Linked DNA regions of Mus musculus: all the other regions are linked to region 3. A link is a contact called in public Hi-C data. All regions are on one chromosome and are shown on one strand. Each heading gives the region's core, a stretch centred on a gene start, on an enhancer-like site or on the middle of the called end of the contact. The rest is flanking DNA. Distances are from core to core; before and after follow the strand shown. Region 1 has its middle 53 kb from the start of Ptgfrn. Region 2 has its middle 22 kb from the start of Gm33381. Region 3 overlaps Igsf3 (immunoglobulin superfamily, member 3).

What was found. Hi-C and Micro-C count contacts between places; a contact is called where the count stands out from the background.
Region 1: a contact with region 3 is called in a Hi-C map of cerebellum, with 3 times the contacts expected there. The contact joins two enhancer-like sites. A contact is called at or near these places in 7 of 484 Hi-C or Micro-C datasets (CD4 T cells, cerebellum, cerebral cortex and 4 more).
Region 2: a Hi-C map of forebrain shows a contact between it and region 3, with 7 times the contacts expected there. The contact joins two enhancer-like sites. A contact is called at or near these places in 2 of 15 datasets of contacts at CTCF or cohesin (embryonic stem cells and large pre-B cells), 7 of 484 Hi-C or Micro-C datasets (8-cell embryo, the HL-1 cell line, bone marrow-derived macrophages and 3 more) and 5 of 115 datasets of contacts at active chromatin or transcription factors (DN3 thymocytes, T-cell acute lymphoblastic leukemia, bone marrow-derived macrophages and 2 more).

The regions. Positions count from the first base shown.
Region 1 is chr3:101,161,573-101,164,272 of GRCm38.p6, reverse strand. No RefSeq gene overlaps it. Among named protein-coding and RNA genes, the nearest start is that of Ptgfrn, 53 kb to the right of the region's middle. Within about 2 kb of position 1,277, at least 109 of the 459 cell types and tissues checked have an H3K27ac peak or open chromatin away from gene starts, as enhancers often do. A contact at or near this core is called in cerebellum, cortical neurons and uterus, where this site is marked.
Region 2 is chr3:101,805,034-101,807,733 of GRCm38.p6, reverse strand. No RefSeq gene overlaps it. Among named protein-coding and RNA genes, the nearest start is that of Gm33381, 22 kb to the left of the region's middle. Within about 2 kb of position 1,358, at least 126 of the 459 cell types and tissues checked have an H3K27ac peak or open chromatin away from gene starts, as enhancers often do. A contact at or near this core is called in forebrain, where this site is marked.
Region 3 is chr3:101,460,702-101,463,401 of GRCm38.p6, reverse strand. It overlaps Igsf3 (immunoglobulin superfamily, member 3), which reads right to left. Exons shown (of 11, transcript NM_207205.2): 11 at 342-2,700. Among named protein-coding and RNA genes, the nearest start is that of Gm40109, 46 kb to the left of the region's middle. Within about 2 kb of position 1,336, at least 65 of the 459 cell types and tissues checked have an H3K27ac peak or open chromatin away from gene starts, as enhancers often do. A contact at or near this core is called in cerebellum, cortical neurons, forebrain and 1 more, where this site is marked.

The DNA of each region.
Region 1 (2,700 bases), core at 28-2,527, 300 kb after region 3:
AACCCCAGAACAAAAGGGGTGGGGGCCGGAGCAGGATGGAGACAAATGGATCCTAAAGCTCACTGGCCAGCCAGCCTACTGCTGAACTGCTGAGCCTCAGGCTCAGGGGGAAATCCTAACCCTACTCCCACCCACACCAAAAGGACCAATAGTGTTTGCATCTCAAATGCTCTGTCTGGCTTCTGACAGGTGAGGTATTCCATGTCTCATTCAGACACTGTAGCCTCAGAGCCTGTAGCAGCTCCAAGCCAGCATTGTTACTTTTGGCCTCCACACCTAGGCATACTGTGTACAAATTCCACCCCCACACAAATAGATACATTTTTAAAGTTGTAATGGCCAACCACAATGACTTGTACTGACTTGGAAACTCTGGAACATCAATCTGATTAGTTCAAACCAGACGTGGAGTGTGAGTCACCCAGATAAATCACCAACTCTCTGGTCTACTTGGGGAGTGATGGGGGGATGGCCTATGCCTGGACTCACCGCGTAAACAAAAGTCACCCTCATTTACTAACAGAGAAGATCTATTTCCTGCTGAGCACTTCTAGTAGGGGCTTTGGGGCAAAGGGTCAAATACGCTCTGCTGGAATCTGCTTCCCTTCCCCATCAGGTTTGGCGCTGCAACAGGCTCTCCCTGGCTACAATGTCATCTGAATGAGACTCTGAAAGGCCTCACCTGCCAGAAGCCGGACAGAGCTTTTGAGATGCAAACCCTATGGTCCTCAGAGATGAGAGGATGAGAGAGAGAAGTCACTTTCAAAGCACTGCCTGCCCCCTACTATACACTCGCTAAGCATACACTGCTTGCTCAATCTGCTACGAAAACAGAATTCTAAAATAAGCTGTAGCCTGCTCTCTCAAATTGGAACTTAGAAGAAGACGGATTGGTGTATTTGAGTTAGCTTCATCCTCTTGCACGTACACCCTCCGCCCCACCCCGTACCCACAAGGGCAGCACTGGTTAACAGAACCAGTTAAGGACGGGAAAGACAGACACCGATAATTACGAGGGCAGGCTAGAAGCTGCATGAAAATAAAATACACAGAAGCCAGCAGATGGCAGTTAATCATAATTTTTCCTGCAATTTCTATTAATTGTCGAAGATTCTTCATTCTGTCTACCCATAAGACGAATGATACGCTGATATGGCATAATAAGTAATGTTTCCCCTTTGAGATATTAAATAAGCGTGCTACATAAAGGTTCCCCTCCCACATAACTAGCCCCAGACCTGATTTTTCTCATGCATGTATTTATCATACTATAGCACGCCATGCATATGCATGCCCATATATCTGTACACTCCCCGGCACGCTGCATGCTTGATCAATGTATAATGTTAAAGCCAACGCCCGGGTTCATCTCCAGAAGCAAGACTGAATCAAGGAACTGTTGTTCCTAAAACAGTGCCGAGAAACAATTTAAACCACGTTGTCTGACAGAAATAGCAATGCAAAAATACCTTAGGGAGGCCACTGGGGCAGTTTCCTCTAAGGCTCTTATTACAAGCATTAACAACGTGCACGACCCCTTCCTGGCTGCTGTCCCTCACCCGCCAACCCTTCTAGCCTTTCCCCTTCCCTTCCCTCCCTCTCCCTGAATTTCCATACTGCCTTTCCTTTCCAGATGTCTAGTTCTGTCACTCTGCTTCTCCTGTTCTCTCTCTCTCTCTCTCTCTCTCTCTCTCTCTCTCTCTCTCACACACACACACGCACACACACACACACACACACCAGCCCGCATGTCCCTGGTTTCCTGAGTCTTGCAGGGACAGATGCTGTACCAGGCAGGGTTCTTGATTTCCAACATTACAAATCGACTCTTAGGTAGAAAAAAAAAAAGGAAAAATTATTGGAGAGCACTCAAGTAGTTCACAGAATCGCCAGGAAGCCTGGGAAATTTGGCTCGGTGAACAGGCACGAACCAAAGGATTTGGCACCAAAGTGCAGAGCCAAGGTCACACCATTGAAAACTACCCAGTGGGACTGCCACCAGCATCCAGCTCACCAGTCACTAATGACCACCGCTGACAGTTGACTCTGCGGCGGGATGGTCTACACACCTGAGACCTTTCCTTGGCTTCTCCCGTTCCCAGTCTGGGCTTCAGACCCAATGCCAAGGCCTAGAGGGCGGGCCTTGCGCACAGCTTTCCAAGAGCAGAGCTATGGCTCTGGCTCAGACCACAGCAGGGTCAGGGCACACAGCCCAGAGGCTGGGCGGCTTAGCAGAGTGCAGGACACTGTGAATCTGGAGGGACACTGGATGACACAGGCCAGGTTAAAATCGGTAGCCTCCCTCCACCCTATAGGTTTGGAGATCTGCGCTTCCTAGCGGAGCGGGAATAACTCCGGGGAAAGTTATTTGGCTGGACACATCAGGATTAGTGATCCCAGCTCTGGAAAGATAATGTCTAGTGAGATCCTGCTGCCGCTCAGGCCCCTCCCCGTCCACTCAGTCGCTTCTCAGTCTCAGTCCCAGGCTGAGCAAGGGGCTACAGCTGGGATGTGAACGCTCTTTGTTCTCCGGTTCACTTAGCCACCCTCCATTGCTGCTCCGGAGGACCAGAGGACCGCTCTCTTGACCTCCCACATTTTAACCCTTAATGGAGACTGGTTTCTTTCTAGGGACCAGATTTGCAACCAGATTCCAGGTCTGGCCACAGGCTTTGCTCTCTTCTGCCAGCTGTTCCCAAT
Region 2 (2,700 bases), core at 109-2,608, 340 kb before region 3:
TGTTACTGTCCCTATCTGGTTGGCTTGTTTTCCTATTGGAAAATAACTCCACTCAGATGAGGCTTGTTTCAGTTGTTCACTTCTGAATTCTGCACCCAGAACTATGACTTGTGCAGAGCAGATGCTTCATGGATGCTTGATAAATGCAGACTTGGATAGATGGATGGATGGATGAATGGATGGATGGATGGATGGGAGGAAGGAAGATGGGTTTTCATGCATTTGCTGCGTTGAGGCAGGGGAACTGGACTTGATCTCAAGTTTTGCAAGGCTCAGAAGAGGCTCTTCATAAAGCAATTTTGAGATGTTGAAAAATCACAGTGAGAAAGGAAAAGGACCTCTGGCTCCAGAAGCCTGTCTCTGAGAAGTGCCTGCCTCCTCTCTCTGTGCAGCCTGATAGAGCAGACCTGAGAAGGCACACTGATGGGCCTGCATCGCAGCTCCCTACAGCTGGTGTCTGCTATCCTGACTGGGATCCAAGGTGCACTTCGAGGGCTGTGTGGACAACACACACTCTCTCTGCTTGTAAACAATGCTTGTCAGCAAAGCTTTCAGGCTTTCTCCCTTCCTGCCAAGCCTGGGAACAAATAGCAGTGGTCTTGGCAGAAGCCCTCCCTCCCCATTGCTTTGTTTCTGAGTCTAGACCATTCATTTCCTCTCATTCAACAGCTTTGCTCTGAGAGGGAGTCACTTTCCTTTGCCAGCTTTAGCTTTTAAGTCCTCGTAGCTCATGACTCTCCTGTCAGGACCCAACCCGGGGTGCTTGGATACAAAGGAATGAGAGATCAGTGCCGAGTGTCAGGGAACTGTGCCGTAATTGAGCAAATCACATCTCCCAAAGACAGCCCAAACTTGGTCAGAGTTGTAGACTCTCCTCCCCACCTGGAGGGGGATGGGAATATTCTGTGGGGCAGTCAACATTAGGGCGGCTCGAAACAAAACCTAACCTGTGGTTTCAGGCCCAAGAGGCAACCATGGATGGAGAACTCACTTAGTGAGCCATGGGCCCAAAGGGTCTGGACTCCTTTTCTTCTTCACCCCAAGCCCCATAGTCTTCTCTTATTTTGCCCTTTCCTCTTTTGCCTCCTTCTAGAATATTCTCCTTTTGTCTCCGTGGTAATGGTCATCAAAAATGTCCTCTGCCCTTGGGTCTCTCTATGTAGGATTCACATATGTGAAACCTGTCCTTTATGACCAGGACAGGTGTTCCAAACGGAGTAAAGACCTACAGCAGACCAGCAGGAGATGCGCAGGGCACACTTGGCGATCTCTGCTGGCTGACTGAGATCTGCTGCTTGGCTGTGGCAGCCCCGCCTGTGCTGTGCGGTGAAGACGTCAGGGGGCGCTCGCGGCTTCTCTCTGGCTGGCTGCTGACCGTGGCCAATGGCAGCGGAGGAGAGCAGTTCGCCACACTGTGGCCCTCTCCCACCGCAGACAGGCTATCCTGACCCACAGGCTCTCCATGCTCTGGATGAGGCTGGCAAAGGGGAGTGTTGACTCCATGGGGACAGTCACAGTACAGTCCACCCTGGACACACAGCGTGTGTCCCCCACCCAGTGCAAGCGTCCCCCACCCAGCTCGGCACAAAGACAACAGATGGGTGGAGGGTGAGAATGTTCCAGAAAAGAACAGTTCAGGCCCCTAAAATCCACGGATATGTGTTCTGTACATTTCCTGTTCTTTGTGCTTTATCTCATTTCATCCCTCCAACCATCCTTTGAACCAGGGTAGGCATTATCAATTTATTCATAAACATTTGAGAATCACAGACCAAAAAAAAAAAAAAAAAAAAAAAATCCAAGGTCACCGCCTGGGCATGCGTATAAGTCATCACTAGTCATTCACAGTGCAGGTGACAGAGAGGCACGTGGAGAAGCCGACCAGGATGGCTTTCCAAGTGGAAACCTCCCCTGTTCCTGGCTTGGTCTGAGGGGAGGGGGTGGGGCATGTTCCTGCCCTTGCTTGACCCGCCCTGTCAGCCCTGTCCGCAGCAGCGGGTCCTCCCAGAAGGTAGATGGGCGGAGCTCTTGAGGTGACAGATGGGGGAGGAAGACTTCTTAGGATTTGCCCTGGACTGAAAATTTCTGGTCGCACCTTTGAACCCTGTAAAGTCCTCAAAGCCTTCTGTTTCAGAAGCTAATCACGCGCTCTCTCCACGGGCCCGGTGACCTTTGCAATGCAGTTAGCCTTTGTTTGCTTTTCTTAAAAGGCCTGCAATTTATGATCCGAACAATGCCCCTTAGGCCAGGAAGAAAGGAATTTGAGGGTCCAGAAAGACTTGGTTTTCTTCCAGCCCTTCACCTCTGAAGCCATAGTTCCTCAATAACAGTGTATAACATTAAGACTGGGAGTACAGGGCAGGGGATTGATCTATAGCTTTGTGTCTCGTGGAGACCCTAGCAAACAAGAATATCCCAAGGATGGCAACAATAAAATCCAATCTACCAGCATCGTGCACCGAAGGGGAGGCTCGTATTTTCGGGTATGACTTGTTAACCAGTTATGCGTGAATGTGGAGAGGGGCATGGATTAGGGAGCTTTCTGTTCAAACAGAAGGGCTGACAAAACCATGGAATCTCAAATCGTCAGACATTCAACGGCCTTTTCTAAGAACCATGGGAGACAAAATGTCTACCTGATCCAGCAAGTCATAGGACACCGGCCACCACCACCCCATCCCCAGCTTAGACGGTCCCAAT
Region 3 (2,700 bases), core at 87-2,586:
GTCAATCACCCACAGTAGTAACTGGTGTCCAAGTCTCACCACCTGGACTGTCCATCTCCTATTCTCATGCCTGTTGTCCACTTCCATTCATGAGCATTAGCGGGGCTTGGGAAGGGCAGTTGGGTCTCGGCAGCAGAGGCCCTGTGAGCTGGAAGGCTATTCTCACTGGTGTCTTCTTACCCCAAATTTCCCACCAAAGGAAAACTAGTCACATAACCCATAGCAAAGCCAGCTTCCCAGTCTGCCTAGCAGGCCCGGGGGGCACCTGTGTCACAGCTCCAGGGCTGCACTCTTAACTGGTAGGTGTAGAGTTGTGATACATTTCAGCATGTGGCAAAAGTGTCTTGAGAAAGTTTTTTTTTATCATTTATACAAAAAAACATAATTTAGGTTGGGTGAGGGCATGCATAGAAAAGCTACAGCGTGTAAAACTTGAATCTGGTACATCAGTGCCAAGAGCAAAACTCCAGGCCACCCACTGAGCACAGTCCCACAGCAGGAGGTGGCTGCTTCAGTGAGGGGTAGGAGGCCATCAGACTCCAGAAAATGTAAACAGCGTATTGTCAACATAATTTACTACAGGTCTCTGCAGTGTATATAAAACGTCTTTGTGCAGTGGCTTACAAATAGCTTCTCCTTTAAAAAAAAAAAAAGAAACAAACCAACAGTTCTCTACTTCATGCACGGATAGTCTTCTTACCCCATCTCTGTCTTCAACATGAACGCAGAGACACCATTGTTGGAAACAAATATGAAGACTTGCTACAGAAACACACCGATGAGAGAGGGTGTGGTCATATAGTGTCCTGGGACAGGCCTAGCACAGTGGAGATGCTCATAAATGTGACACTGGAGAGGACAGATGTCAGGAGTCTCTCTTGAGTACTCTGATCTCGGAGGACAAAAGCCTCAACAGACAATATGCAGTGAAGCCTTCTAGCCACTTGAGGGCGCCATCACCATTTATCCGACAACACATGTCCATAGACCCAGCCACAGAGAGGTCCTGAGGGTTTTGGATTTTTCTTTTTCTTTTCTGTTTTTTTGTTTTTGTTTTGTTTTGTTTTGTTTTCATAGAAAGCTCAGAGTTTAAACTTTGATTGCATACCCCAGCCCTGCAGAAAATACACGCAAAAAACGGTTGTTAAAATACTGACATAGATTTCTTTGCTCCTTGCAAACGTCCTGCGGTTGCTTTGCATATTTACTTGAGTCTTCTGCTGCTACAGAGCTGATCTGAAATCTTAATCCAGGCCAGCCCTCTGGCGTCAATCTTCCCTCATTGACTCAGCCTAAAACTCAGGAGTCAGCAACTACCCACCAAGAGCCCACACCCATGAATCGAAGGAACAGAACAAAAGACATTCTTTCTTCGTGACTGAGCCAATTTGGTCCCTCTGATGTGTTCGTGCAGCAAAAATGAGAATCAGCAGGGCAGGCACAGGAGGATTAAGGTGGCGCTGCCTGGACACTTCTCAGAGAACAAGAGGGCCAGGAAGGATTGTCAGGCTGCATCTTGCCTCCTGCCCTCTCTGCTCAGCACACGGCCCACACCTAGCAGACTCCTCGGAAGGATCCATAACAGCCTGGCCCAATGACCTGGAAGTCCTGCAGCCTTTGTGTTGTCTGTTTATTCTCAGGACAAGGCTTTGCAGAAATCACTCCTTAAATTTACTTCCACAATCCTGGGTACCTTTTGCCAAGGGGCTCTCTCTTGGGACTCAGGATGCAAATTCCCCAGAGAAGATGTGGCCACTGAAGGATGGGGAAGAGAGGGGTCACGAGACCCTCAGAGTGACAAAAGGGAGGATTTACAATTGATGAGGCTCCAGGGCAGCTAAGCATCTGGCTTAACAGAGTGGAGGCAGTGGAGTTCAGATTTGGGGGCTGAAAATTAAAAGCCACCAGTACAACCAAACAACATAAACATACACGCGCGCACGCACACACACACACACACACACTCTAACAAAGGAAAGTGACAGCTCCTGTTCTGAGTTGTCTGCTGAAAGCAGGGGGACAACAAGAATGGCAAAGGGCTGTGCCTGGTCCTATCCGAGGACAATATCTCCATGGCACTGAGATTCGGGAAGAGCTGCGATGGATAAGGATGCCCTCACCGTCTCCGAGGAAAGGCTCACTGGAAGGAAGACAGAGGGAAGCACTCCTCCAACCTCTCAACCAGGCTCTAAGACGCCCTCCCACGCTCCACTCTGCTAAGCTCAGTGTAGCAGCTCAGCACACTCCACTGGGCCTGTGCACAGGGGCCACTTTGGCCATAATGCTCCCTCCACTCAGGGCAGCCCCTTCAGGCTTCACTAGACATGTCCCCTTGAAAATTTGGCAAAGCACCTACAGAAGAAAGCTACCTGCCCAGGGGTAAGTCAAGAGACCAAGCTTGCCAAAGCCAAGCCAACAACCACCCGTCCCCCCCTCATCCCCAGTCATTGCCTTTGATCAGGGCAACCCTCAGAAACTGGGTGCCGCCTGGAGCCCTTGACCCTTCCTTCAGGTTGGCTCGTTTATTATTATTTTTTTTTTTTTCTTTTTTGGCAATGATGGGACTGAGCCTTTTTGCCTCCCTGACGGACTGGTTGGCTGGCCACCATCTGCTCCTAATAGGGTCCTGCAGGGTTTCTTCTGCACATGTGCAGTCAGTCCTTTGAAGCGAAATTCAATGCTTTCATCTTGACTATAAAG